Regions from separate parts of the Sus scrofa genome. Here regions 2, 3, 4 and 5 are each linked to region 1. A link is a contact called in public Hi-C and HiChIP or PLAC-seq data. All regions are on one chromosome and are shown on one strand. Each heading gives the region's core, a stretch centred on a gene start, on an enhancer-like site or on the middle of the called end of the contact. The rest is flanking DNA. Distances are from core to core; before and after follow the strand shown. Region 1 holds the start of SPRYD7 (SPRY domain containing 7). Region 2 holds the start of ARL11 (ADP-ribosylation factor-like protein 11). Region 3 holds the start of EBPL (emopamil-binding protein-like). Region 4 has its middle 84 kb from the start of MIR15A. Region 5 overlaps LOC106507157 (a long non-coding RNA gene).

Region 1 (5,902 bases), core at 1,910-4,409:
TAATATAATTTATAATTCAGCAAATCCAGATTAAATACATGCAATTAATGCCAAGTAAATTTAAATATCAACTTCTTAGGTAAGGGATGAGAAGAAAACAAATTGGGAATTTTTTCTTAAATGTAGCACCCTAAGAAGGCAGACTGCCTAGTGGCTAAGAACACAGACTCTAGAGCTAGACGTGCCTGGGTGTGAATCCAACTTCATTTCTAATTGGCTATGTGACCAACAGCTCTTATCTTTTCTTTGCCTCAGCTTCCTCATCTGTAAAGTGGAAGATAGTCTGACCTCATGGGGTTGTTACATGGATTAAATTAGTTTATAAAAAGTACTTAGAACAATGCCTAGAAATAGTAAGCACCACATAATGTCAGTTATTATTACTCAAAATTACAATAATGAATAGATCAAGACCCCCAAAATATTTTTAAGTTTTAGGAGTATGCAGTTTTTGTAATGTTTCTGATTTTCAAAAGATCGCAAATGTGGCTTGGATTACTCCAAGAAAAAAAGTTTGACTTAATAACTGATAAATGAGTTTTTAAGAAAGAAACCATTATGCATGACCCAGTCCAGAGAGTGAAGTTCACTAACAGGAGATGTCTGGCTGGCATAAAAACCATTAAAGAAAATCCTGAGCATGATGTTTAACTTGACTCGGAAACACATGCTTTACATTATCGTCCTATCAGTTCTTAAGTTCCTGGCATATGTTGCTTAAGCAGACAGACTTTTTTTTTTTCAAGTAGTCATTTTCTGTTATTGCTTTTGACTTAGATAAATGACCTTCTAACTAACTATTGGGAAACTTTTTTAGGCTTTATTTGTGATGGTTATTTAAAGCGATAGCTGTGAAAGACTGTCAAAACATCTCTAACATTGTGCTTTTCAAAAAGAAAGGCTTATTTCTTTGAAAACAATAATGAAAGGATAATAGAATCCCAGCTATAAGAAGGAGTAAGGTCTGTGAGTTTTCGGATGGCATTCATCTGCCAAGGCAGGGAAGTCTGTTTCTGGGCCTAACCGGTTTTGCTTGCTTCATACTGCTGAGTACACTTGAATTGCTACACTGTGGGCAAAGTGCACTGGGCAGTGCCCCAGCAAATAGTTTTCTAACCAAGCAAGACTACAGGCAATTCTGCCTCTACAGTAAAGGCCAGTTCACAGCCATCTAACAGCCTGGCTTTTCATTGAACATGTGACTAACTTGATTGGCCTGAGCTCCAGTCAAATCCAATACACTTACATTTATTATATATTTAACACACGTATTACTTTTATAATGTTTGTGAATAAAATATTTTACCTTATAACAACAAATTTTATTTTACTTTATTGCTTATACATGAGTTATGGAAGTTTATGGTTAATTTGGAGATTAACAAAACATACAGAAATTAAGTACAAATCTGTATTTTGAACTAAGAGCACATTTAAAAGGATTATAGCATTAATTGCAAGAGTTAGAACTTTAGAATTTGAGAAGCAGCATGATCTGGTGGAGCAAATACAGACTCCGTCAGAGTCATGGGTTTTGAATCCTACCTTGTTTATTTCCTAGTCATTTGAGGCTACACAAATTATTTAATCCCTTCAAGCCCATCTCTTCACTTACACAGGGACAATATTTACTCTCAAACTTTTCAAGAATTCGGTGAGTGTGTGTAAGAAAGAGTGCCTACCTCACAGATATGCAGAAAATTTTTGTCTCTGCAACATTCAACTCCCCACTCCTTCCCAAAGGGAAAAACTAGGACACTAACACTTCTCCAAATGGTCAAGTTTTTCAGCAAAAGAAAATTTCATGTGTAAAATGATCACCAGGAAAGTACTTTATAGGCAGTGAGGGCTTCAGCAATCACCTCTGGTATTAATCCTATGATAAATAAACCTCAAAGTACAAATCTTTGAGATTTTCATAAGTATTGTAATGAAAACACCGTTTGTATAAACATCCAAGAAACTCAGGACCTTGAAAAAAAATTCTCCCATTCTGAAGGGAAAAATTCACCATAAAAGATATTTGTCACTAAGAAGTTATGTCGAAGAACCCATTACATACTGAGGGGGCATTTTGCGTCAGGTCTCCCAGGGCTTGAATCCTGGGGAAGTCTTCAGATGGAACCTTATTTGACAACAGAGGTTTAAGCCAGATTAATTCTAGAGGTCGTCCCAGACTTTCTCCAGGCGACAAGTGGTATCTGAAGATGGAAAATGGATCAGGATGCGGATGATCTAAGTAGTGCACCAGATGACTGGTGCTCCCAAACGGGAGGCTCCTACATGGAAACAGGAAACAACAGGCTGTAGGAACTCAGTCCTTCCCCTGAACCGCTGACTCAGGGGTTCCCATTACACTCATTAGAACCCATTATCCATGCCGCTGAATTTGGAAGAGACAGGTCAAGAATCGCCCTCCAGCCCTGCCCCAGGGAGTCCCCTCCCGGGGTGGCCTCCAGTACGCCCCTCAACGGGAAACTCGTCTCTGCACCTAAAATGCAGCAGGGGAGTCGACTCAAGAGCCCTGGATGCATAGCCACTGTGCAATTACTAACAGCCATTACTCCTGGGCCCTGTGCGTCTGTTCATGATTTGAGAAAATTCTCCAGAAACCAGCCACGGCGGGGGGCGGTGAGAGGGGGCCAGAGGCTCTTCGCGAAGGCGAAGTTCTCTCAGTCCTGGGCGTGGAGGGAGGACATCTTCGGGCTGTTTTAAATCAGCTCCCACTCCCCCAGGCAAATTTGCCACTGCCAACTAATGCCTAAAATAATGTCGAAGTGGGGGGCAGTTTTTAAACTACAGCATCCAAGGACACCTGAGCTAAATGAGAACGCAAGTCAGCTCGAGCCCGGGTCAGTACAGAAATACCTACATAAGCGGGGCGGCACAAAAGGGAAAAACCTTTCCGCGCAGGCGCACGCGGTTCACCGCCCGGCCGCCACGCCCTCTGCCCCGCCCCGCCCCCAGCCCCGCCCGCCGGCCGATCCTCGGTATCTTCCGCCCAGGCAGGCTTCGCCTCAGACTGCGCTGCACCCTCCCCGCCAGGGGCGTCGCTGTACCAGCCTCTGCGCCCCACAGACTCCCTCCGGCGCTCGGGCGGGGGCAGGAGGCGGAGCGGAGGGGTAGGGGCGGGAGTCGCCGCGGTCTAGGGGCGGTGGGTCGCGGTGTCGTCGGCGGTCCCTGAGACATGGCCTCCTCGGTGTTCTGCTGCCTGCGGTGCTGCAGAGATGGCGGGACGGGCCACATCCCTCTGAAAGAGATGCCGGCCGTGCAGCTGGACACGCAACACATGGGTAAGGGCCCTCCCTTCCCGTGACCCAACGGCCCACCCCGAGTCGGGCGGTGCGGGTCGGGGTCAGTCGGGGGTCGCGAGCACCACGCGCGGCCGGGCCCCGCCGGGCCCCGCCCCCTGCCCTCGCCCTGCGACGCTGCCCTCGGCCGGGTCTGGCGGATCTCCTCCAGACACAGGCCGCCTCCACTTCGGCCCGGTTCTGTGTTCAAGGCTACGCAGTGTTGTCTGCCCTCGCCTAGTGGAGATGGTGTGTGGGTGGACCTACCCGTTCTCACCGGAATCTCCTCCGAGCTGTCGCATCCTGAGACTCGGCACAAGTTCCCAGGCGTGGGGAGCGATAGTACTGTGGTGCCCCTCCTACGGTGTCCCACGGGCGAGCTCCAGTCAAATCCAATACATTTTCAGAATGCTTTAGCTGATTTCGGCTCCTTCTGCCCAGGCAGCTTTCTCTTAGCCCATCATTTATCGGTTGTTTTATTGAAAATTATTTTCCTCTCACCTACTAATGTCAAAACAGGGCAAGTTGCAGAAGCTTCAAGTCACAGCTCATGTCAGACCGTGTCACTTCAACTAAAACCTCCCATTGTCTGACTCCTCCTTAGTCACGCTTAGCGGTGTTGTAATTTCATCTGACTGGTCTGTTGCCAACAATTCAGGCTGTTGCAAAAATAAAACAGCACTTTGCTTCTTCTCATGTATGTTTTTCCTTCCAATTTCGCATGAACATATAGCTTCTCTCACATTCTTCCTCTCCCCTCTGTAGCCTCTTTCACAACCTTATTATTGTTTCTGTTCTTAGACTGTCCCATGTAGTTTCATGTTTCTGGAGTATGGTTCTAGAAGGAGAGATTCCCACTAAGTATTTCAGAGTACTATCTTTTTGTGGATTATTCTCTTCTAAATATATATATATGCACTTTCAGTTTTTCCCACATTTCTCTTTGGCTAAAGGACAGTACATTAAAGTAAGAAAGGGATTTCTTAATATTTATAGCAAAACCCTCTCCTGCCTAGATTCTTTATAATTCTAGAGACACTCTTCCCATTATATTTCTATAGCATGAACTAAACCACAAATGTAATTATATACTGCTTTTTATTGGGGTATTTAATTTAATTTTTTTTTTTTTTTTTTGTCTTTTTGTAGGGCCGCACCTGAAGCATATGGAGGTTCCCAGGCTAGGGGTCTAATCAGAGCTGTAGCTGCTGGCCTATGCCTCAGCCACAGCAATGCAGGTTCTGAGCCCCATTTGTGACCTATACCACAGCTCACCGCCATGTGGGATCCTTAACCCACTGAGCAAGGCCAGGGATCAAACCTGAAACCTCATGGTTCCTAGTCAGATTCGTTTCCACTGCCCCACGATGGAAACTCCAGGGGTGTTTAATTTTAATCCTTATGTCTCCTAAATTTAATGCAGCAGCGTAATACATAAATACATGTAAATGTATGTGTATATCTCTTTAAATTATTACTTATTCATCATCGTTTATAGACAGATGTTCAAATCCTATAATTTCCCTGAGAAAATGTTTCCATTCCATTTATTCATTCGCTCAACTGATATTTATTGGATGACTCTCAGATGGCAGGCATTGTTTTAGATGCTGGCAACACGCATAGTTCCTGGAGCTTATGATCAGCTTTAGTTCTTTTCTGTCTCTACTGCCAAAATCCTGAATTACTACAATCTACTCTGTAAAGTATTCCTTTTCTCTGGTCTCTTCTACAAAGAGCTGGTCACTTGTGCTTGTTCCACTATGTTCTCCTTTTCCAAAGCTGCATAGCGTCTTTCAGTAATGTCATTTCCCAGTTTTCTACCTGCGTGGAAACTTTTTCTTATCCTGTCTTCTGGTGAATTCAAATTCTTCAATCACAGAAGCAACCTGATTTTAGAAAATAATAGGAGAGGCTTATCAAGCTAGGAATAGTTTAAAGCATGCATTGATCTTAAGTTGATATATGAGGAGCACACTTAGTGAATATGCATGTGCTTGGATATGTGAAACTTTATTTAGATAACTTAAGGAGTGTAGTTGCCTTTAGATTTAAGAAAATAGTCTGGGAGTTCCCATCGTGGCGCAGTGGTTAACGAATCCGACTAGGAACCATGAGGTTGCGGGTTCGGTCCCTGCCCTTGCTCGGTGGGTTAACGATCCAGCGTTGCCGTGAGCTGTGGTGTAGGTTGCAGACGCGGCTCGGATCCCGCGTTGCTGTGGCTCTGGCGTAGGCCGGTGGCTACAGCTCCGATTCGACCCCTAGCCTGGGAACCTCCATATGCCGCAGGAGCGGCCCAAGAAATAGCAACAACAACAACAACCAAGAGACAAAAGACAAAAAAAAAAAGAAAGAAAGAAAGAAAGAAAATGTCTGTTTTCCAAGTTCATATCCAAACATAGCTTGTCTCTTTCAAAGTTATCACTTACTTTGGTGATGCTGCATCACTTAAAACCATTTGGAATTCCTCTTGAGATTTTCTGGGCACTAGTTTTTGTAAATACCTTCTTTTTCACCATAACCTCAATGTTTAATTGTGAATTGACTTTTTAGAAATGAATATCTTCCAAGGTAGCTGCTTTGAAAGGGATGCCATTAATTTGGGAATGTCT
Region 2 (5,902 bases), core at 1,376-3,875, 250 kb after region 1:
GGCTGAGCGCCCCAGCGAACCTCTAAACCCAAGATTCCGCAGAAGCCGACTCTATCCTGCCGGCCCTGGCCGCCTGCTCTCAGAGTGATGGTGGCGCATACCCGGGGGCTACCAGGGAAATCGCAAATAAGACCGTGACCTTGTCCAGGTGAGATGCTGACTTGATTTTGAAACCTCTGTCCCTCTGTGAATTTGTCTGAACTGTTCTGCAACCACAGGTTCTGTTACCAGAGTTCACAGTTGTTACTAAATGAACTATGTTGACGTACATGGTTTTCCTTAGAGTAACATTATGCAAAGAATACTTGATTTTCAGTATAAATACTGGTGACAATAAGGCCCAAGACGAAAATATTCTGTCCAAGCGCAGGAGGATTCCTTGTGTGAGAAACCGAATTTGAGATGCCCCGAGATTAGCGGGGCTTCCGGTCCCCACGGGCTTCCGGTCCCCACTGCTTCCGGTCCCCATGCTCTGCCCAGGTCAGGACTTCCGCTCCCTGCCCACCTGCACTCACCTGGCCATGCAGAGGCTGCAGGATTTCAGGAGGCTCCTTAGGCTCTCCAGGGCCTCGGGCAGCCCCGCGCCGGTGAGGGCGCTGCAGGCCCGCAGGTCCCAGGAGCGCCCCAGGAAGCCCTGCAGGCCCAGGCGGTCTCTGATCTCCGGCAGTGACAGGGCTTGGGGCACCTCCTGCTTGTTGGCCAGCACCAGGAGGGGGACACTGGCCACGCTGGGGTCGTCCAGGACCTCCCTGAGCTCAGCCACCGCCTCAGGCAAGCGGGCTTCGTCTGTGCTGTCCAGCACATACACGAGGATGTCTGTGCCCTCCAGGTGGTCCTTCCAGCTGGCCCTGAGCTGGCTTTGTCCCCCGACGTCCCAGAGAGTCAGAGACACATGTCCAGGCTCCTCCAAAGGCTCCACGTTGAAACCCACGGTGGGCAGCGTCTCCACCAGCTGGTAGCCCTTTAGTCTGTACAGGAGGGTGGTCTTGCCGGCCGAGTCCAGGCCCATCATCACCACCTGGGCTTCCGCCCTGTGACCTCGGGAGCTCACAGACCCCATGGCGGCCCCTGCCAGACCCTAGGGGAGAACGGCCGGGTGCACACATCAGCTATTCTTTTCTGTAGGAACACAAATTCATGCAGGCACATGGAGGAAGGGTTTCTATGGCCAAAGTAGGGAAGCATGTCAGGTTTCAAAGACAGGCCTGGGCTCTGAAAGGGCCAGGAAGTAGGGGTGGGTGAATCAGCTGACCCATCTCTCCCGGCTGCCTCCTACAGAGCGGAGCCCCCCGCCCCAAGACATGGAATGTAGGCTCACATTCCCTGTGGTTAAAGCAAGGAGGCACAACCAAATTCCAGCTAGACAAGCTTGGTTCAGTAGAAATGACTGAAAGATTCTTCCATTCCTGCTGGTCCGTGGCTTCTAGCCTCTCTTGTCCTCCTGGAAGCCTAAACCCTGAAGTGGAAGCTATCCTGGGGTCAGGACACAGAGGGAGGGGGACCGTCGGCTCATGGTAACTTCTGCTGCCTTTGGAACTCCCCATAGGACCAGGCTGCGTGTCCTGTAACAGTGGCTATTTATAAATACTGTTGACTGAGGACAGATGTACCAGTCAGGGCAAAGGGCTTTCCTCCAGTGTCTTACTGAGGTAAGTGACCTCTACAACATTACACATGAATTACAGGAATCCCAGATGCCAAGACTAAGACCTGATGCCAACTTAGTCTAGGGAAGCCTTGGCTGGAGCAGGTGAAGGAACATCTCACCCCCAGGAGTACATTTCTGTTGGCCCTGGAAGAAAATAAGACAGCCTCTGTTCGTTCCTCATGGCAGGCGTGGAAGAGTAAAAATTAAAATTACCTCAGTATTGGGAATTCCTGTTGTGGCTCAGCGGGTTAAGAACCCAGTCTCCATGAGGATGCAGGTTCAATCCCTGGCCTCGATCAGCGGGTTAAGGATCCAGCGTTGACGTGAGCTTCGGTGTAGGTCGCAGACGCAGCTCAGAGTTGCTGTGGCTGTGCTGTAGGCCGGCAGCTGCAGCTGTAGCTCCGATTGGACCCCTAGCCTGGGAACCTGCATGTGGTGTGACACAAGGTGTGGCCCTTAAAAAAAACAAACTACCCAATGTGATTAGACTGTGGCTGAAAGCTCCCCTGTGACCGTGTCCTCCCCTGCAGCTGCTTTCCACTGCTCAGTCAGGTCCCACGATTGAGAGGTGAGGGAAGTCTCGAGTGGCTGCTACTGGTTCTCCTTTTTCTGTTTCCCTTTCCCACGTGGTTGGGGGCAGGGCGAGCTCCGCAGGCCGTCTCTCTGCTCTGGCCCCTGGGAGAGAGCAGACCTGCTGGGGTCAGGCACAAAACGTCCTCAGTAACACCTGCTTCTTAGCAGCTCAGACTCTATGCTGCAGGGAGGGCCCCCCGTTCAGGACCACATCTGCGTTTGCTGTTTCTACTGCTCTTCCTCTCACCATCCTGTGATCCTCTTGGTGGAGGAATCTGAGAATCCCCCCTTTTCCCTCAGCTCAGTGTGTTTCTGGTGCCTGGAGATTCTTTTATTTGCTTGGAACCATGTGTGCTTACAAGCTGCCCAAATAGGATTAAAACCCTGTAGGAGTTCCCATCACGGCTCAGCGGTGACTAGCATCCGTGAGGTGGCAGATTCCATCCCTGGCCTCGCTCAGTGGGTTAAGGATCCAGCGTTGCTGTGAACTATGGTGTAGGTCGCAGACACGGCTCGGATCCTGCGTTGCTGTGGCTCTGGTGTAGGCCAGTGGCTACAGCTCCAATTGGACCCCTAGCCTGGGACCTCCATATGCGGCCCTAAAAAGACAAAAAGACAAAACCAAAAACAAACAAAAATAAAATACTCTTAAAAATTAGGTTTAATGTTGCAGGTAAACCAAAATGTGTGTGTGTGTATCACATATACACATACATATGTGTGTATATAAATATATATATGTTAAACCATAAAAATTAAAAGTTATGTTAATGAGGTGGAACTAAGGGTGATTAAGCTTATTGCTTAATTTTTTTTTTCTTGAACAATGTCATTTTGTTTTTCCCAGTAAAAAAAAAAAATGATACTTCCAAAAAATAGAATTTTCCAAAAAATTAACCACTCAGAAGCCTTTGCTTCTGTAGCAGATTCTGACTTGGCTCTGGAGCTCCAGTGACTTGGCGCTCATAGCTGGTAACAGTTCTGCTTTCTGGCACATTCTTTACTAAATCGTCAAGGACCAAGATGGGGGTTGGGATTCTCTCATTTTACTAATGAAGAAATGGCTCAGACGGGAGAGAGAATTTGTTCATGATCTTGCTGAGATTTATAATTCATCTCTCTTTCATTGTATCGTGTTGCTCACTGAGAAAGTGCTTTGCAAATGGCGAGCCCCTCATTGTAGCGGCTGTCGTTGTAAGGTGGCTATATTTTAACAGGAGGAAGCGATTGGGAAAAATTGGAAACACGGGCACCACTATGTCATGTTGTTGATGTCACTGTCCTTTTGGGTTTTGGGGGGAGCCTGTGGTTCTGGCTACAGTCGTTTTGGTGAGAAACTGAAGCATAATGGAAGGGATTTAGAGGTAGAATTATAGTCAAAGAAAAACCACAGCAGAACAATGGTTAAAGTGGTAAAAAAAGAAAAAAAAAAAAAAGGTTTTATTCAGGACTATTGCAGAATAGTCCTGCAATAGGGGAAGAGACCTTCGTGCAGAACTGGGCTCCATTCCGAAAAAAGCGTGGGCAAGTGGGGATTTATAGCCAAGGAGCTGGGGGTGGGGGCGGGTGTCAGTGGATATGGAAAATTACTAAGAAGAAGCATCAGGGGAGAGCAGGGTTCTGGCTAAACCGACCTAATGGGGTCTTCACTAAAGACAGGCCAAGGTGATCAGATTTCATCTGGGGGGCGGTGGAGAATTAGCGACCTGATCAGATATGGAGGGTGGAGATTCGGATTATTGCTAAAACCAGATTTTATAAGGACGTGCGCTGTCTTAAAGCAGCCCAGCACTGTCTGGAGGGCGCTTGTCTGTCTTGCCTGTGGTGCTGGGCGATCAGACGAACTTGGGACCCAGCTCTGTCTGGGCCTGGCTGATGAATCAGTGGGAATCTTGCCAGGATTTTGCAGGATTGGGACTGGCAGAGGATACCGGTGCAGCAGGCAAAGGATGACCTGTGCTTGGAGGCTGGGGAGCAAAGGGGTGCTACTCTGGCCCTGGTTCCCCTTGTGTGAGCCCAAGGGAGGGGAGAAGGGAGGTGGGCAGAGACGGAAGAAGCCGTAGACTTGAAGGCTTGGAGGCACCATACCAGGCTGCTTGGGTGCTGAGTGCCTGCAGGTGACATGAGGGGAGGCACACTTCCCAGACTCCTGCCCTGAGGATTCCAGTGAAGCCTGGGGCCACAGGGCCAGCATGCAGGCCACCTGGAGGCCCTTTGTAGTACTGACCTCAGACTCAGAGAGACATCTCCCTCTGGGGTCTGGACAGGCATTCACTAAAGTCCCGTGTAAGCTGGAGGAGTAGAGAGCCAGGGAAACAGCAGTTATATTGAATGGGGCTCTAGTCCTGCCCAAAGGCCATGTGGGTATGGAGGTGAGTTACCTCCATAAACTCCAGCCCTGTCCCTTTGGCTCAACAAGGAAGCAGGCTTTTCATCAGACACCCAGGTGGGAGGAGCTTTCAGACAGCTGTCCTGGGAGGCAATGAAGCACAGAAAGTAACAGTTTGGGCTTTGACTTGGGACCACCTGGGGGCACCCTTGACCTCTATTATTCTACCATTCATCTTTGAGGGGTCTTGTGGTGGGAGTCACCACTCCAGCCATGCTGAAGGTGGCAATTCTCTGAGATGTTTAATTCCATCCCCTGCAACTGTCGTTTGTTAGGCAACCCTGTGGAGCCCTAAGCAGTGTGTCTGAATTTGGGGTGGTTGCCACAGGTGCAGTGTGTTTGGGGAGCCTGGTTACAGGTAGCTGTGGCCCTGGGTAGGCTTTCCCCAGGCTTGGAGAAAGCGGACAGAAAGCTTTCTGCCCAGGTCCCCAGGTCAACTCATAAACGGAGACCAGTGACTCAGTGGCAGCACTTGGAAAGTTTGGTGAGCACTTTCCAAAGATGTCCCACAGTGCCCAGGACAATTCTGCACAAGAAAGAATAGTTCTGGAATTTGAATTCAACTTTTTTCTTTTTTAACTGTGCCTGCAGCATGTGGACGTTCCCCGGCTAGGGATCAAACCTGCACCCTAGCAGTGACCAGAGCCATAACAGTGACAATGCCAGATCCCCAACCTGCTGAGCCAACAATGAACTCCTGAATCCAACTTTTTTATTTTATTTTATTATTATTTTTTTTTTTTTGTCTTTTCTAGGGCCGCACCCACAGCAGGTGGAGGTTCCCAGGCTAGGGGTCTAATGGGAGCTGTTGCTGCCAGCCTGAGCCAGAGCCACAGCAACGCCAGATCCGAGCTGCATCTGTGACCCACACCACAGCTCATGGCAACACCGGGCTCAACAAGGAAGTAGGCAAGGCCAGAGATCAAACCGGAAACCTCATGGTTCCTAGTAGGATTCGTTAACCACTGAGCCACAATGGGAACTCCTGAATCCAACTTGTGACTGCTCTAGACATTTATGTCATTTTTAAAAGCCCACTATTTAAACATTTTCTGATCCTAAAACCTAATTTCATTTTATGTGTAAACCCAGACAATATACTGCCTGGTACATTAGTACCTAGGACATTTGCAGGTACACTGTCTTTTTCCAGCAATGTCACTACTCCATGAATTGAGGAAAGCTCGCCCTTTGTCTTGTTTGGAGCTTTGGCATGTGCTGTTCACCATTTTAGAAAATCACACCTCAGACAGCAGCCATGCCTGCGGCATTTAAACTGCTGATAAGACACA
Region 3 (5,902 bases), core at 983-3,482, 190 kb after region 1:
ATCATTGTGGTAGTGAGGGTGGAAACAGTAGGAAGGGCTGAGGAGCAGGTGCAGAATATGAAGCCAGTGAATGGAATCAGGTTCTTAAGTTTCGGTTTTACTCTGAAGGGGAACAAGGCAGGGTAATCACTTAAGAGTGGTGTGGTGAAACTGATGGAGGAAAACCAGTTGAGAAAGATATTGAATATACAAGAGAAGAGTGATCATTAATTACCTAAGTTACAGGAGAGAATCCAACGCACAGGAGACAGGATTGGCTATAACCACTCCTTCAGCTGGCATTTATTTAATTGAGCAACTCGTATATGCCAAACTCTGTAACAGGTGCCAGGGATACAACAGTAACTAAGCCAGACGCAACCCCTGGCCTTGTGGAGCTTATATTCTAGTGGCAAGAGACTGGCAATACATGTATAAATAAATTTCATACGGTGTTAACAGCTACATTTAAAATGATATAGGGAGTAAATAGGGGAGGAAGTTTTTGAACTTGTTCTCAGTGCCAGAAGTCACTTTCCTTTTTTCACTTTTAAAATATTTTTTGAGGTCAAATATTGGTTTTTTTTCATATTTTAATTTTTATTGAAATACAGTTGATTTACAATGTGCAGGTTTCAAGGTGTACAGCAGTGATTCAGTTATATGTATAAATATATACTTTTTTTTTACATTCTTCTATTTTAGGTTATTACAAGATATTGAGTATAGTTGTTGGAAGTTATATAAGAATCTACATATAAGTGATATATATTTGTCTTAAGTCATTTTTAATTGTGCAAAGTACACATCTTGAATATTTCTAAATGTACAGTTCACTAGCTTTAAGTGTATTCACATTATTGTGGAACTATGTTCCAGAACTTTTTCATCTTGAAAATTTGAAACTCTCTAACCATACCAACAACTTGCCTTTTCTCCCTTCCCTAAGCTTCTGGCAACCACCATTCTGTCTCTAGGAATATAACTTTTTTAATGACCTCATATAAAAGGAATCATTCAGCATTTGTCTTTTTGTAACCTGTTTATTTCATGCAGCATAATGTCCTCAAGTTTCATCCATGGTGTAGCATCTCAGGATTCCCTCCCATTTTATAGCTGAATAATACTCCATTGTGTGTGTATACCATATTTTAAAACAATAATTTTTTCAGCATAAGTACCCTAGTGATACATTAGAATAGTCTTCTAAATTAAGTCTTTTTTTATCTGAAATTTTTCTTGGTTTTCTATATTTTATCTGGCTACTCAGAGGTGACAACACAAGCTTGATCAATAAGGGTTACAGTCTTTTTAAAACTCTGATTCCTTTCTCCATTGCTAAGTCTCCCTGTGGAAGGGAGGGGGGGAGAAGGTTAAAGGCAAATGAACAAGATGCTAGCAAATTAGAAAAGGTTAATATGGTGATCTTGATAAAGTGACACTGCCTTCAAGGAGAGCTAGTATGTCGTCCCTAGGTACCCACCAGGCGATGGTTCCAGAAGTCCCCAAATATACCCAAATCTGGAGGCTCAAATCCCACAGTTGGCCCTCCCTATCCGCGGCTGCAAAACCCGCAAATACAGAGGGCTGACTGGGGTTGGTTGTTAAGACCTCAGTGTGTGCGGGTCAAAAGCCTTAGGAACAACGCCCAGTCATGGGCACTAGTCTTGGCCGTCACTGAGAGCCCTTAAACAAGTTACTTGATCTGAGCCTATTTTCACATTTATAAAATAGGAAAGCACATACTGACCTCCTAGGGTTGGCATGAAGCTAGATGATATAATGCAGGTGGAAGTATCTAGCACCAAGCCCATGTGGCCTATTGCTCCTCTCCCCCAAACATTTGCTGCTTTTCTGGCTTTTTAAAAAATAGGATCAGAGTAAGCCATGAGGGCTTTAAACAGACTAGGGGTGGCTCAGAACGCCACTGGCCCGTACTAATTGCAAAATTTTCAAGGGGCTAATTAGAACCTTTGTCCCTAAAATTCTCCCCCCTCTATTAGCAAAATTTCCAACATCTGGACTTCACTTTCTGGCTTAAGGTTTTGAGCCTTGTTAAGAATCAAACTGCATCAAAAGATGCGTGCCGACCACCGGTCTTTTGGACGTGGTCTGGGAGCTGCTTGGGTCCTGGCAGTTCAGCGAGATGGTGAGCAAGATCCTGACTTAAAATCTTGGGGCTCGGCACGCTCGCTGGGAGGCAGGGCGGGAGAGGAAGCCTCCCTCCACCTCGCCGGGGCCGAGCAGCCCCGCCCCGCGCCGCGCCGCGCCTCCCCGCCTCCCCAATCCAGGCTCTCCCTGCTCGAGATGCCCGCAGTCGGCGCCCGGAGCAGGAAGCATGTGCGCGGGCTGGGAGCTGGGCTCTGCGGCGGGCGGCTCGCTGCTGCTGACCGCCGCGCTGCTGGCGGTGAGCTGCGCGCTGGGTCTGCGCTTGGGCCGCGGGCGGGGGGCGGCGGACCGCGGAGCGCTCGCCTGGCTGTGCTTCGACGCCCTGGTGCACTTCGCTCTGGTAAGTTTCGTCACCGTGGCCCGGAACGCGCGGTCGGACGCCGGCTCACTTCCTTCCCTGTGCTCAGGGAGTTTCCTGAAAAGAACCGGGACGACTTGGCCGCCCCGTTCCCTGTGGCGAGACCCGGGACGCACCTGGAGGCCGCGGTGCCCGGGGCCTTCGGCGAGATGCTGCTTCTCTCCAAGGTCCCGAGTCCGTAAAAAGAGCCGAGCTTCCCTAGTGCCACTTCCAATAGCAAGTTAAAAAAACCCAAAACCCTGAGAATTGTTACTCCTGCACGGTGTTACGATAGTCGGATTGTAAGCTAGCGAAGGCCTTGGCTTACTTGATACGTGCGGGTTTGAACGCGCCAGAGGGAGCAGGGAAAAAGACGTGAGAGGAGTTCCGGGCCTGTAACAAAACCGAACCCCTGCGCCCTAATAGTAATGGCCATTTATGGGGTGACGACTGTATGCACTGTATGCAGGCATAATACTGTGTTTAAAATTTCTGCTCTACAAACACCCCACAATACTTTTTATTGTCCTCCTTTTGCAGAGGAGAAAACAGGCCCGGCATAGTTGGATGACTTTACAGTGCCCCACAGCTGACGTGATTCAGAATCTGTTGTAGTCCGGCTCCAAAGCCTTGCAACCTGATTTCATGCCACGCTTTAGGAAACATATCCCTAAAACTCTAACCCACCTAATAAATGGCCAGGAGGGTTGTATTTAAGTGATTCTGTTGAAATACCTTTATTGCAAATTTGACCTTCCGTAGTAGGCAAACCTGTAGCTAATGTGAAGCCAGAGTCTATGCAGTCAGTCCTCCTTATCTGCAGATGCATCCAACTAAGGATCGAAAATACCGGGAAATGGAAGCTCCCTTGTGGCACACAGGTTGAGGGTCTGGCATTGTCACTGAAGCGCCTGGGTCTCTCCTGTGGCTTGGTGTGATCCCTGGCCAGGTAAATGGTGCAAGCGGGGAACTTCCACTTTACTGCAGGCTCCGCCAAAAGAAAGAAAATACCAGGAGGAAAAAAAAAAAATTCGACAAACTCACTACCCCTGAGCTGGCAACTCACAACATAGCATTTACATTGTATTTACAACTCTTTACATTGTATTAGGTATTAAAATAAGCTAGAGATGATTGAAAATATAGGGGAGAATGTCAGGTTCTATACAAATAATGTCATTTTTACATAAGGGACTTTAGCAATTGCAGATGTGGGTGTCCCTGGCTGGGGGTGGGGGCATTCCTGGAGGCCATCCTGGCGGGATACTGAGAGAGAACGGGAGTATTAAGGAAGAGAAAGCAAAGCTTTGGATCATCGTTGAGGTCGGTGGATGTTTATCAGTTGGATATTGCCCATACCAGCTGTTGCTGGAATGATGAAATTCCTTCTTTCCTAATAGTCACCTTGGGGAGGTAATAGACAGTAAATATTTCCCCGAACGCCTTTACTTACAGAATTGATGTTTAAGCTGTCTTTGAACAGTAAGTGGCCAATAAAACAGGTTGCTAGGTCCACGTAAAGAAAGGTGTATAATATTTTAGATACACAAAAATGGTATAAAAACACTAAAAGGTAAATAAACCCCTATGAGCATCGCCTGGTTTAAAATTAAGTCTACTTTTTAAGCACAGACTGTGGCAGGTAGCACCACACACATCTCCATTTGTGGCACCTTGAAAGGCAGCCTCCTGCGGAATCATTTCTCCCCCTCCGCTTTCCTGGTTCTGGAGGAAATGCCTCCCTTCCCCTCCCCCACAGCCCCACCTTGTGCCATTTACTTGACCCAGTTGTAGAACAGCCCACTAGTTAAAGGTACCCTACCAGGAGTTGCCGTTGTGGCGCAGCTGGCCTCGCTCAGTGGGTTAAGGATCTGGCGTTGGCCTGAGCTGTGGTGTAGGTCTCAGACACGGCTCAGATCCTGCATTGCTGTGGCTCTGGTGTAGGCTGGCAGCTGCAGCTATAGCTCTGATTGGACCTCTAGCCTGGGAACCTCCATGTGCCACAGGTGCAGCCCTAAAAAACAAAAAATAACAGTACCATACCTTAGTTCTTTAATTCTAAAATGCACATTTTTTCACATATTAGAACAGTCAGTGACCTATCCACTGTGGGTTATTTTATGGATATTTCACATTTGGAAGTTGGCATGTAACTTGTAATTGATGAACTATGATAAATAAAAATACGCCTATTAATATGGGCAGGCTGGTTAAATTTGCTGTTTACACCCAGTGCTTCAGCCAGCATCTTTATACCCATATCTTAGAGACTGGTGAGGAGGACACTTGAATTAAGTGGTTGAAGCCTGCAAGACAAATGCATGTCCATATTTGGAATAATTGGGAGTTGGTCGTTAAGAATACCCAAAATGTAGCACAGGCTAAGACTGGAATGTAAAGCCTCAAGGAAAACTAAAACCACAATTCACTTGTTCCCACTAGAACCTGAGCTGCCTCTCCTCACCTTTTTGACTTTACTTCTCAAAGAGGAGCTATTCGGGTCTGTTGGCCACCATCAAAGCGGAGCTCTCCTGTTGGACAGGGTTTCAAGCCAAGCATTCCCGAGGTAGTGCGGCTCCCTAATGTCCAACCAGAGTGTAATTACCTGGGGCAGCAGCACCGACCTTCAGTTCTGTTGGTTATGGCCAGGGTTGAAGGGCTGGCTGGTTTCCCATTGGGTAGGTGCCCCAGAGACATGGTGAGGAAATCAGTGGCTTGGCTCACCATTGTCAGAAGTTGCTCTGGGTGTTTCATGCACTGGTGCTTCATGGATTTTTCCCTCATCTACTATCTAAGTATGGCTCTCTAGGCCTGGCCAGAGCCTGGAAGCAGGACGTGTGTGTCCATGCTGGGGAAACATCTTGAAGTCCACATGGATTTCAGCACAAGGTTTACATAGGGTAAGATTCCGGCAGCATCTGGTATGTGCACGTATGCAGCTGATAAACATCTACAGGCCAACGCTTTGCTTTCTTTCTCTCTCTTGATCCTACAGCCCTCTCTCCGTATCAGTGGAGGATTGCTTCCAGGCCCTGTGGGGATACCAACATCCTCAAGTGCTTATGTCCCTTGTGTGTAAAGTGAGAGGACAGGCTCGAAAGGGATCTTGGATGGCAGGGAAGAGCTTGAGTTTTATCCTGTAGTAGAAGGCCATTCAAGGGTTTCACTAAAGGAAGTAGCGTGGCCAAAGCAGATCTTTCGAAAGGTAATTTGGTGGTGGTGTGTTAAGTCAAACTGTGAGAGGTCTGAGATTTGGCAAGTGATACAAGTTAGCCTGCTTAATCCCCCAAGCCCCACACGGCCACACAGAGGGAGCCACATGGTACTTGCACATGATGGGGGTGCATTACCGGAGAGGAACCCCCAAACTAGGTCCCCTCTTATATGGAGCTGCTGGTGACCTGCTCATACTTCTCT
Region 4 (5,902 bases), core at 1,543-4,042, 180 kb before region 1:
TGGACGGAGCTTCATGGAGCACTGTTAAGTCCAGCAAAACCCCAGACTCCAGTCTCAAAATGCCATTGGCCTTTCTGAGAATTCTATCTGTAAAAAAATGATTAGATTGGACCTAGAAGGATACTTAAAGAAACTTGATTTTTATTTTAATAGTAACACAATTCAAAGCTTAAATGAAAACATCTGGTTTCACTTTCTCTACTGATTATGATAGCTGGAGAGTCTGAGACAGCAAGCATGACTCTGTCATTTATTTGATATGCAAATAGAGTTCTTGGCTTGAGTGTTAATCTTATACTTTCATTGTGTCTCTTGTAGCTAATTATTTTTTATATCCCCCCTTGGGTCCAAAAAATGTTTGAGGTAGAGTTGGTCATTAAGAATTGCCTCCTTCGCACAAAATGCCCACAGGCACAATTCCCACCCCTCCCCCCCCCAAAAAAAGTAGAATAAAAGTAGACCTTAATTAATAAGAATTCAGATCACTGGAATAACCACCAATCCTGATTTTTTTCCACTCTTCCACAAAGGTTGTGACCCAAATCTCAGGAAGAAAAGCCAAATTTGGGGGCTGGGATATGGAAACAGGGAGGAGGTGACCACATGGCAGAGGGATCAGTTTCTATAGCAGCTAGGGAACAGATCCATTTATTAAGAGCCAGGTACTGTGCTAAGTAATATTCAAAGATTACCAGAGTCAGACGAGCAACTTGGAGTTGTTCCCAAAGGGGTCAGGCTTCCAGAACTACTCTCACACTGCCTGGCTCTCACCAAACACTCTCTACACACAAAACACACACACACACACACACACACACACACACACACTCACAAAACATCCTTAACTCTCAGTCCTCTCCTTAATCAGATAAGTTTGATATAACAGATTAGGCATGTTCACCCTTGCTGAAGAAAACCTCGCTTTGATTCTGTGTGTCACAAAGCCAAACGTGTTTAGTTGGCAATTGTTTTTTCTCTTAAATGATGAGTTCCTATTGGATTAATCTACTCAAGGAATCTGCTTTGGCTTTATTAACCCTATTTTTTCCTTTTATTTATCTTATACTGTATATGTCCTTATTTGGGTTTACCATATTTTTAATTTATCTTCTTCAAATTTGTCTTTGAATTACTGAGTTTCAATATCTTATTTCCCACTTGTATGACTTGATCTCTAGAAAATTCACAGTAGTTCTTGTCTTAATTCTATCACACAAGTGTTGCTATTTAGTAATTTTGCTGTCATTTTATATAAAAATTCTTTAATTTCCAGTGTATAATTTAAGTTGTATATTAATTTTGTCTTTACTTTTTAAATTTAATATTTTTCAGTTTTTAAAGTTTATTTTCATTATTATGTTTAAACAAATACACACAAATAAGCTAGAATTTGTCAATTATTCATCAAGTGTATACTTTTTGTTTTTATTTTTGTTCTGCTTGATCTATGGCATCAGCCTTTAAAATCAGAATAAAAACACCTTTAGTAATTTTGGGCATTTTTTCCAACTGATGTCTATATTACTTATAAGAAATTATTTTATTATTATTAATTACATTTTTAATCTATATTTTAAAAATAGTCAAATGATACACTACTGCTAGGACTTGGTGCAACACATCCTCATACTTACAGGGGCTTTGGCCTATCCTGTCCTCACACAGACTCCTCTCCCAGCTGGGATCTGTGCATGTACTCACTGACAGGCACAGGCGACCAGAGTGTGGCTGTGTATTCATTCACATCAGGTGACATGACGTTTCAGAAAATGGGCACCGGGGTGGCCCCTCTCCTTCCATTTTTACTTCACCTAAATATAACATTGATAATTCCATCTGAGCCAGAAAGAGATACTGAGGAGAAAAAACCCAGGTAATGCAGTACAAATAGACACCTTTCCACAGTCAAGTGTCCTAGTCTCATTTCACAATACTCCTAAATTTGAGATGGAGAAAGCAACATCCAGAATATTCCTTAATTTATTTAAGCAAGCGAAGAGTAAACCAATGAGGAAAAAGAAGTGACCCACAAATCACAATTAACTACTGTTTAACCTTTTAAAAATAAACTAGTCAGTTAACAGAGCTAGAATTTTTAAAAATATGTTCGGCAAACTACTTTTATGAGATGAGGGTAAATGAACAGTATTCCAACTGGCAGCAGGATATTAAAATAGACAACTGCCAGGTAATACCACAAAATTTGTATCTCTTAAGCCCAATCCCCACACTTCCATGTCCAGTGCTACATAAACAACTGTTGTTTATAAACCACTAAATTTCACAGTAGAAACTGTGAGGTCCTAAAACGCCTGCTAAATAAATCAACAATATTAAATTCTATTTAGCAGAGTCCTACTAATCAACAGATCTCGTTTTTTTTCTCATATTTTAACTGATTGTACACTGGCAAGCCACATAGGGTGATACAGTCCGATTAGTCAAAAATAGCCCAATCCTGAACATTTAAAACCACACTGGCTTCATGTACTACAAACATGACAAGTAAAAGAGAAAAAGAGACCAAACCACACTGACAGTCCAGGAAGCTATAAATGCTGCTCTGTCTCATCATCTGATATTACACACTGAAATATTTAAATACGTCCCCATTTTTACATTCGTCTAGATCTCACATCCCTAAAAAGACATAAACTATATTCCAAGTGCAGAAATCAAACTGGTTTCTCTCATCCCAGTTTCCTGAGTATTCTGACCATTCCTCCCCCCTCTCCGCCTCCCTCCACCACTCATACGTTTCCACTACTGAGACACTGCAGGGTGAGGGAGAGAAAAGAGAAAGAAAGAAGTCTTATGACTTCTGAAATTGGAAAGAGGAATTAAGTTCTGAAAAGGAAAAAGAGAATGGCAGTTTTGCTTAATTCAAGTATTGAGTAAAATATTGTTGCTTAATTATTTGTAAAAGATACACTGGATCTTTGAGGCCATTGATTTCTTTCTATAATTTATAAGAAGTGAAACTATAATGTAATGAAACTTAACCACACAAAAATCACTGCCCCTCACACCTGACAACATCCCATCCCCCAGCCCCTCAAAACACAGCTCTCATGATGGGGCCCTGCCCTGTATCCCTGAATATCAAGCAAATGAAATGCTGAAATGAGGAGCCTAACACAGCTGAACAGGGAAAAACACAAAGTGGAAATTCATCGCCCTTGGAAAAATAAGTAAAGTATATGTTAAGGAAATGGGTAATTCGGGGAACTAGAGTATTTAAATAAATTCCCAGCTGTTTGTGCTGCTGTCTGAACGTTTTAAAAAGGAAACAGCTTTTCATTACTTCATGAATTCTCCCTCGTTCTGAAGATGATTTCAAAGCCCCTAGCATTCAAAAGAGAAAGCCTGTTCTCAGAGTTGTCAAGTTCCTGCTGAGTCGTGGGCACCAAGAGTGTTCCAGCAACCTACCGACAAAGCTCAGGCCTGCAAACATGTTGGATTTTGACCTCCCAACCCCCGAGTCTATGTTTATATAATTCACGATTAAGGTGGATTTATGAAGCTTGGATAAAACCACATTTCATGTTTCTCCAATCAACATTTCAAAACAAGTAAAACGACAGTCATTTGAACATTAACGCATGGATAGGAGAGCCACAAACCCCCACACCTTCCCCTGGACATCACACGCCTTCACTAGGAAGCTTTAACTACCTCTGGCAGTGCCAATGGATGTGGTTAAAAATCAAGCAGAAAACGTCCAAATATGCACACTCAGCTACATGATTTTCACCGTATAAGACTCAAAAAAGTTTTTCAAACAATTTTCATCCAATTTAGCTTGCCTTTCTCGCTTGTAAATTGCAATACTGCCAAGTTACAAGTTAAAGATTCTGCCAATTTTTCAGTTTTCTGAGCAAAGAAAAAGTCAGTGTACTTCCCTAAACGGGTAATGCGTGTGTGTGCATGTGCCTGCGTGCGTGTGCATTTTGAATTAACACTTGGATATAGCAGTATACCACAACAACACATGGAAATCTTGTTCAAAATTTCCAAAATGCACACACACACACCTTTGTGTCCAGATCATTTTTTAAAAAGTCAGACCCAGATTGAACTGAGAGGGCCTGGGAAAGATATAGTTGTAAGCTGTAAATGCGAATATCCACTGCTATTATTGATGCAATTTTTGCAGAACAATTTACTACTCTTCTAGACCTTATTCTAATGTGACTCATGTCACACATGTGGTCAAGTGACTAGTTTCAGTCTCCACACAAACAAATTTAACTTCTAGAAAAGTCCCTAAAGCAAATTTACAGCCAAAGACAGACTCAGTTCAGAAGTAGTGGTGGTCTTGGTGGCAGAGGTTCTTCTTGGGGAATGCCTCATTTAGGCCCAAGGATAAGGTTCTGAAGTCAAGAAGAAAACACTCAGAATGCCCTGCAGGCATAGGCAGCAGCCACGGAGCCAACTAACCAGCCTTCCTCGGACTATGCTGCTTTTTAAGAAAAAACAAAATACTGAGCTAAATTTTTTATCATAAATATCTGGAAAATATCTACACTATATCCAGGGCTTTAATGCCCTCCCTTCCTTCCCAAGCTAGGAAAGGGGTGTGCTCACGGTCAAATAACCCTACTGATCATAAACAGCCAGGTTGTCATCACAGTGTGAGGAGCATTAGCATTTGCACGAGCCCAACCTCTCCCGAGGGTCAAAAGCCTTAAAAATATGCATTTCGTAAACATTGAGACACACACACACACACACAGATTAAAGGATTAATGTCACACGCTTCAAAAGAGTGAAAAAAAAAGAAAATAACCCAAATGTTCAACAATAAGAAATTAGTTTGACAAAATATGGTATAATCTTCCACAGATTATGAAGTAGAAATTTTTAAATGATGTTATAGAATAATACTTAATGACACAGGAAATATTCATGCATAATACTTCTTGAAAAAATCAAATTTAAAACACATTAGGATGTGATTTTAATTTGGGGAAAAAAAAAGATCACTGTATAAAGACATGACTGGCCTGAAAGATAGCAGTAAGAGCATTATCTCTGGGCAATGACAGGAAAAGTAAATTTTATTTCTTTCTTTGTGCTTTACCGTATTTTCCAAACTTTCAATAGTGAAAATATATTATCCTCATAATCAGGTAAAAAATAAAATTTATTTTTAAAATTAATTGTGTGTCATTCTTACAAAGAAATGGTTTTCTTTCTTCCTTTTTGTCCTATTCTACCACCTATGCCCTTCAAAACAGTCTGAATTTCACCAGTTTTTCTGACTTTACCTGGTATCTTTTCTGACTGTCAAGTGGAAAGAGTCCTAGAGGAAATCAGACTGTAAAAACCAAATGCTTCATAAATTCATGTTCAAAGAAGGCAAGTAGGAACATAAGTGGCCCAAAGAATTTGGTGATGAAAATGAGCCACTAAATGGATTATTTGCTTTAGTCTTACTGTATATATGCATATGTGTGTGTGTGTGTGTGTATGCAAGCTTTGCATTCATCAATTACATTTTGAATCAGAAATAATGTCATTTTACTTATTTGTTCATTCAGTCATTGTCTTAGTCCATTTGGGCTAATATAACAGAATGCCATAGTCTGGGTAACTTATAAATAATGGAAATTTATTTCTCACTGTTTGGGAGGCTGAGAAGCCCAAGACTCTGGTGCCAGCAGGGTCAGTGTCTTGTGTGGATCTGCTTCCTGGTTCACAGACAGAAGTCTCAGAAGTCTTTTCACTGTGGCCTCACCTGGGAGAAGGAGCAAGGGATCTCTCTGGGTCTCTCTCTCTCTCTCTTTTTTTTTTTTTTTTTTTTTTTTTTTTGCTTTTTAGGGCTACATGCACGGCATAAGGAAGCTCCCAGGCTAGAGGTCCAATCAGAGCTGTAGCTGCTGGCCGATGCCACAGCCAC
Region 5 (5,902 bases), core at 1,427-3,926, 160 kb before region 1:
CATCTGCTGCTGGTCCACTCAGCTCTGCGCTTTAGAAACCCAGCAACCACTGCTCAGGCTCGCTTACTTCAACTCGCCTCCCCCTTTAGGGCGAGAGAAACGCATGTATCCTAAATGGACGAACCCAAAGCTTAAGGTTTCCCCCTTAAAAAGAGTGGGACGAGAGAAGGGGAGGAGAGAGAGAGAGGGAGAGAGGGAAGGAGGGGGAGGGGGGGAGAGAGAGAGAGAGACAGAGAGAGAGAGAAAGAAAAAGGCCCAAACCTGGAAAGGTTTCTCAGCTAGAGGCGAAAGCGCTCCTCGGTTTGCCCTAGCCCTGTGTCGGGTCCGGAAGCGCGGTTCCCAGCAAGGGCCGGTGCAGGTTCCCTCTCCCCTCCCCCGGCCTGCACTTGAGCTGGGTGCGAAGGAACAGTCTCTCCAAACTCCTTAGAAAATAATATAACCCTTCCAGACTGTTTACCATACTGTCCAGCTGCCCGGAAAGGTCCGACGCGTTTCCTGCACTCGTCCCAACTCAGCCCTGGCTTTCCTCCACCCGTGCTCTGAAGAGCTAAATTATTTTATTCCGATTCTGGAAAGTTAATCTGTGATCTAAATAAATCACTTAGGGAAACGACCGGAAGCTGCGAAGGTAAATTACGCTCAAGCCAGTTACTTGCACTGGGTTTTTTTCTTTTTCTGATAAGGCCTTCTTCTCTTATTTATCTCCTTCCTTGTATACACCAGGCTCAGGAAAAGAGGGTTTAGGCCGGCAAGGGAGCTCAGTTTCATTTCGGGACATATGGCGGGGCCTAGCATTTCGTCATCAGATTTTTAAAGGAAAGTTCAAATGTTTTTGTCACAGATCAAACTTCCAGTAACTCCCTAAAAACTGTATTACCCCCACTGAGGTTCAGGTCTGCAAACTCTTTGGTCCGCAGATGTCCGGGAAGCCGTAAGTGAGCTCGCACTAAGCCCGGCTGCACCTGCGGAGGAGGGAGAGCGTCTACGCGCGTCTCGGAACTGCCGCACTGTACTTCCCGCGCTCCGCCGGCTAGCCGGCGAGCTGCCGCCAGCCACCCCCGCGTCCCTCGATCCCCCGCCCTCAGCCAATCGTGCGGGGGCCGGGAAGGATGGGCATCCCAACGTCTGAGGAAGCGGCCGCTCGAGTGACTAGTCGGGCCCCTGGCTCCCAGGAGAGGCCCGGACGCGCGCACACTCCGGCACCAGGGCGCTGGCGCTCCAGAGGCGGGGAGGAGGGTAGAGGGCGGAAGCGCGGAAGGCTTGCAAGCACACCCAAGAGCTGCAGACCCCGGGGCCCCATTGGGTGACTAGGGCGCGGGTGCCCACGTTGTGCGCGACGCCTGGGCCACGACCGGAGCCCACGAGCTGGGTGCCCAGCCGAGTGAGGCAGCCGCCGCCGCCGCCGCCGCCGCCACGGAGCCTGGCGGGCGGCGCGGAGCCCCGGGGAGCTGGTTTTCCCGGGCGGGCACGTGATGGGGTTGGCAGCGCTCTGGCCGGGACTGGGAGGGGGAAGCGGCGAGCTGGAGGCCGGGGGCGGGCGGGCGGCTGGCGCGCTGTGTACTTAGGTCGTGTGCTGGGGCTTTTCTCTCCCAGGAGCCGGCGGGGGAGGGGAGGAGGAGGGGCCACCGCTCCGCCTTCTCCTTTTCGCAATGTTGACGCAATCTATAAATAGTGGAACAAAAGGACCAACTTCCTCGGAGCTTTGCTGAAACTGCACAAAAAAATCGAGCTGGGGGGTTCCCTGGTCCCTGATGATGGGGCGGGGAGCGCGGCGCCGGGGGAGGGGGCGGGCGCGGCAGCGCGGGCCCCGCCGAGGGGGGACACCTGGCTGAGCCACAGCCGCTGCCGCCGCGCCGCTCCGCGGGAACCAGGGCTCCGTTCCCTGCGCGGGCTCGAGAGCTCGCCCCGACCTGGGGGTCTTCCTTCTCTGCCGTTGACAGGTCAGTCTGCACCGCCCCTTTCAACACTGGGTTTTCTTTTCCCTCCCCCAAGCCTCTACTTTTAGCAGGGAACCGAGGGGGAAAATAGAACGAGGCGCAGCAGTGACAGCCATCCAATCGGGAACCCCAGCAGTGCACGGCGGGGTGGCCGAGGGGGTTCAAGGAGGCATTCTGTGCTTGGCCCCTCGTCGTACAGCCAGCGGCCGCGCGGCGGCCCGAGACGAAGCCAAGCAGGACTTGCGTGCGCCGCCCAGGAGGCAGGGATAGTGGAGGCGGGAGCGCCGCGGAGGCGCGGGCCGCTGGGTAGGGGGGTCGACGGCTGGCTCCCGGTTGCGGATCCCGCCGGGGGGGGGTCAACCCCCAGCGGAGACGTGCCAAGACCAGGAGGCTGCTGAGCGCAACTCGCCCCCTCTGAGCTTGGACCTTGCGTCTCCGCCTCGTCCTGCGCCTGCTATGGGAGGGTTCAGCGGAGAAGCGCTGCCGCCGCACGCCACCGCGCACCCTGGCTCCGGCGTCCACGCATCCAGCGCGCTGGGAATTGGGGATAGGTGAGGACCGAAGGCACGCTCTCTTCCAGGAGCCCGGACCTAAGCCGGAGCGCCAGCCGCGCCGCCGTGGCGGTTACACTGGGCGCGGGGGAGGGGGCGGAGCTGGCGCTGTTGACAGCCGTGCTGGAGCGGGGAGGGCGAAAGTTGGAGAGAAGGGACTGGGGGAGGGAGCGCGCGCGCGGGATTCGGCGGGGAGTCGGGAGGGGGGGTAGCGTCACGTGACAGGCAGACGCCCCCGCTACAGGCCGACAGTAGAGGTGACGTCACCATCCCCTGACTGCAGGGGGTGGCACTTCCGTTCCCTCCCCCATATCTGCTCCCCCAGCCCCCAAACCGGCGGCTGCTGCCATTTCAAACGTGTGGGAGTGGGCGGAGGGGGAGACAGGGGTTTTCCTCAAGGCCTTAGCCCCTAACTGCTTCCCCAGCTGCCCAGAGTCCCGAGCCTATAACCTGAGCAGAACCCAAGGCCGCCCTCTCTGGACGCGCCTCTTTGTGTGAGCGGGCAGCCCTGGGCGGAGGCTGGTACCGGCCCCCTGCGGCTCCCAGCTCCGGAGGGGGCGGGGACAGTCCAGGAGCGGTCAAGGCCAAGTCCCGCTGTCGGAGAACGCCATCCGAGGTCCGACGTCTACGCCTGGCTGGGAAGAGGCGGCCTTGCCCACGTTCTTTGGGTGCTGGGTGGTTGGGGACCTGCTTATCGGCATGGGCCTAGAGTCTAACCTCATGGGTTCTGTAGGATTCTGTCACCATTCTGGAAGACGCGATCCCAGCAGTCGTTATAAGCTATTTGGGGAAACTCCGGGTTTTGGTGACTCAGCGCGGTAAGCGCTATTTATAAGTTGATGTGTTAGCTGCAGGGAAATACTCTTCGTTGTGATCTGTCTACCCAGGGAGGGCAAAGAGCTCGGTTTTGAGGCAACAATTAAGTGACTTTTTGAAAAAGGAAAGGGTTGACTTAAAGAAAGCGTGTGCTGTAGGCAGACTTAGAACACGGTTTATCTCAAAATTGAAACATTTTCCTGGATAGATGGAGAATTTCAAGGACGCCTGATGGTAGACAGTCTTTTTAAGTGGAGAACCAAGGAGAAATAATTCAGGTAAATGACAGAGCAGTCCTAGTAGATCCCAGAATATCATAACTATGTTGTTTATTAATTGCCGGAGTTGTTAAATACATAACACCATGTGGTGGCTGGGCATAAAGGAAAACTGGATGATGTTGAAAATTCGTATAGGATATTCTGTAGCAGGAAGGTGTGTGTTGTCTTTATCATCAAAATTCTGCTGGCGATTATAAATAACATGTTTACCTCCCAAGAAAGTACTATAAAAATGTGTACCACAGCCTGGGGTTCTTCTGTGTATAAGTGCTGTACAAACAATTATCAGTCACTGCTTAACAGGTTTTACTTTACGATTTATTTTCTTTTTTCCTACCCGCCCCCCGCCCCACTCCCACCCTAGTTTGGAAATCCAGGGGGTAGATGCTAAGAGAAAAAGCAAATGCTAGACTGGCTTCAGGGAGGCAAGAGTTCACATCCAGTTTGCTTATCCTGAATAGCTTTCTGTAGGTGCCATGACCTGAGGTGCTTCGTAAAGAAGGCAGATTCCTAGATGGGCAAAAGTTAGGTCAGCTAAGAAAAAAGGAAAGGGCTGAGCAAGCAAAGCAACCTGTAGTGAAGAACTGCTGTGAGGTAAATTTAAGTGGGATGTGAGGAGGATGAAGAGAAGGGAGAGAAAGGAGGCTGGACTGATGGCCAGTCCACATAGGGCTTCGAAGTCCATGCTGGGGAGCTTACATTTTAGCCTGAGACCTACACGGTTTTAGCCTTTAGGGGGACACATATCCGTTTGAGAACCTAGGGAAAGCAATCTAGTCTTTTTTCCAGAAAAAAAAAAAAATGCACCTACAGACCTCTACTACAATTTTGCATACCATTTCAAGCATTTACTCTGAGAAAGAGACTTTTGGTCCTCAGGATTAAAACCTATGGGAAAGGGAAACCTATGAAAGTTGTTTTGTTTTTTTTTTTTAAGGGAATGCATGGTCAGGTATGAAAAGATTATAGGTCTTTGAAAATATTATACCAGTTGGGGTCCTGGAGGCTGTAAGATGGAATGTAAAATAGCCTGTTATCTAAGAATTGATTAGGACCACTTCTGTGTACCTAGTAGCAGTGGGGATAGAAGAAAATGGATTCAAGAAAGGTAATTTAAAAGAGTCAGTGGAATGGGAAAGTGACCGGCTGTGGGGGGGCGGGGGAGGGACCAAGGCGAGGGATCCACCCCTATTCTGGTCTGGGGTGTAGACTGGGAGGAGAAGTGAGTCTCTAGTTCAGGAGGAGGAACTAACTCTGTTTGCTTCCTCGAAAAGAAATGAAAACCTGTGGCTGGTTTGGTCTCTTTATGAGACTATGTAATCTTTCAGTGAAAAAGAAAGCACCTTTCCAAAGACTGTAATTCAGAAGGGGGATGAGGGCAGGAGAGGATTAAATCTTGCTTTCTTCTCTCTTTTCTAAAAACTAGGGATGCCTAAGGAAGAAGAAAAGGAGAGATGGAGAGAATCAGGCTTTCTTTTCCCCCTGCTCAGTCACTAAGCCTTCGAGAAAAAGAACTTTGGCTAGAAAGGGTCCACATGATGGTGTTTTTTGTTCCCGATGGCACTTCAAAACTGCACTTAATCATCCACAATTAGTACTAGGAGGTGCTAAGATTTCAGTCTAGCTAGGGAAACAAGGAGTAGTGGAGGGAAAGGGTTCCTAGTTAACAGCTAACCAGAGCTAGAAATTTAATTGAAGCCAGGACTGATGTACATAACAAACCACCCGAAGAACTTAGTGGTTTAAAATAATAACAGTGTTACTGGTTCATGAAAATGCGCACTGGGTAGGGCTCTGCAGGGACAGCTTGTTTCTAGTCCCCTGGGAGTCAACTAGGGCTGCTCATTGGCTGGAGGCTTGCATCATCTGAAGACCTGTTCACTTACCTAACAATCTGTACTGATGGGTGGCTGGGACTTTAGCTGGGGCTTTCAGCCAGAACACATGCCTCTCCTTGTAGCCTGGGCTTCCTTACAACAGAGCTCTGGGTTCCAAGGGTCCCAAGACTCCCAAGCCTGAGAGCCAGGTAAAGCTGTTATCACGTAGGACCTAATCTTAGAAGTCTGGAACAGCCTATCCATCACATTCTGTTCTTTAGAGGCATATCACTAGTGCCATACAGATTCTAGACAGAGGAGTTAGATTCTGTCTTTTAATGGAAAGAGTGTCACAGAATTTGCAATGTGTTTAAAATCACCACACATGTTAACTTAAGATAAATAGATTATAAACAGTATGTTGTACATGAAAAAATGCTTAAACCTAAAAAAATCTTCTTTTTGATATTAGAATGGAATATAAAACCCCACACATTTTA

The links. A called contact is a pair of places that touch in the nucleus more often than the background predicts. HiChIP or PLAC-seq counts read pairs in DNA pulled down with a chosen protein or histone mark.
Region 2: an H3K27ac HiChIP or PLAC-seq map of alveolar macrophages shows a contact between it and region 1. The contact joins the promoter of ARL11 here to the promoter of SPRYD7 in region 1. A contact is called at or near these places in 2 of 2 datasets of contacts at active chromatin or transcription factors (alveolar macrophages and skeletal muscle).
Region 3: a Hi-C map of skeletal muscle shows a contact between it and region 1, with 6 times the contacts expected there. The contact joins the promoter of EBPL here to the promoter of SPRYD7 in region 1. A contact is called at or near these places in 2 of 47 Hi-C or Micro-C datasets (heart right ventricle and skeletal muscle) and 1 of 2 datasets of contacts at active chromatin or transcription factors (alveolar macrophages).
Region 4: an H3K27ac HiChIP or PLAC-seq map of alveolar macrophages shows a contact between it and region 1. The contact joins the enhancer-like site here to the promoter of SPRYD7 in region 1. A contact is called at or near these places in 6 of 47 Hi-C or Micro-C datasets (embryonic fibroblasts, fetal liver, fibroblasts and 2 more) and 2 of 2 datasets of contacts at active chromatin or transcription factors (alveolar macrophages and skeletal muscle).
Region 5: a contact with region 1 is called in an H3K27ac HiChIP or PLAC-seq map of alveolar macrophages. The contact joins the enhancer-like site here to the promoter of SPRYD7 in region 1. A contact is called at or near these places in 8 of 47 Hi-C or Micro-C datasets (embryonic fibroblasts, fetal liver, fibroblasts and 3 more) and 2 of 2 datasets of contacts at active chromatin or transcription factors (alveolar macrophages and skeletal muscle).

Annotation. Positions count from the first base shown.
Region 1 is chr11:17,845,852-17,851,753 of Sscrofa11.1, forward strand. SPRYD7 (SPRY domain containing 7) reads left to right here and starts at 3,160. Exons shown (of 5, transcript NM_001243529.1): 1 at 3,160-3,293. The coding sequence starts at 3,188. TRIM13 (E3 ubiquitin-protein ligase TRIM13) reads right to left here and starts at 4,154. Exons shown (of 4, transcript XR_002336667.1): 1 at 3,558-4,154.
Region 2 is chr11:18,097,800-18,103,701 of Sscrofa11.1, forward strand. It overlaps ARL11 (ADP-ribosylation factor-like protein 11), which reads right to left and starts at 2,626. Exons shown (of 2, transcript XM_005668400.3): 1 at 1,862-2,626; 2 at 1-1,119. The coding sequence starts at 1,060. The coding sequence ends at 512. The region is part of intron 3 of EBPL (emopamil-binding protein-like); the gene reads left to right.
Region 3 is chr11:18,037,765-18,043,666 of Sscrofa11.1, forward strand. It overlaps EBPL (emopamil-binding protein-like), which reads left to right and starts at 2,233. Exons shown (of 5, transcript XR_002336545.1): 1 at 2,233-2,488.
Region 4 is chr11:17,670,384-17,676,285 of Sscrofa11.1, forward strand. No RefSeq gene overlaps it. Among named protein-coding and RNA genes, the nearest start is that of MIR15A, 84 kb to the right of the region's middle. Within about 2 kb of position 2,793, at least 3 of the 83 cell types and tissues checked have an H3K27ac peak or open chromatin away from gene starts, as enhancers often do. A contact at or near this core is called in alveolar macrophages, where this site is marked.
Region 5 is chr11:17,688,550-17,694,451 of Sscrofa11.1, forward strand. It overlaps LOC106507157 (a long non-coding RNA gene), which reads right to left. Exons shown (of 6, transcript XR_002336669.1): 6 at 4,877-5,902. Among named protein-coding and RNA genes, the nearest start is that of MIR15A, 66 kb to the right of the region's middle. Within about 2 kb of position 2,677, at least 81 of the 83 cell types and tissues checked have an H3K27ac peak or open chromatin away from gene starts, as enhancers often do. A contact at or near this core is called in alveolar macrophages, embryonic fibroblasts, fetal liver and 2 more, where this site is marked.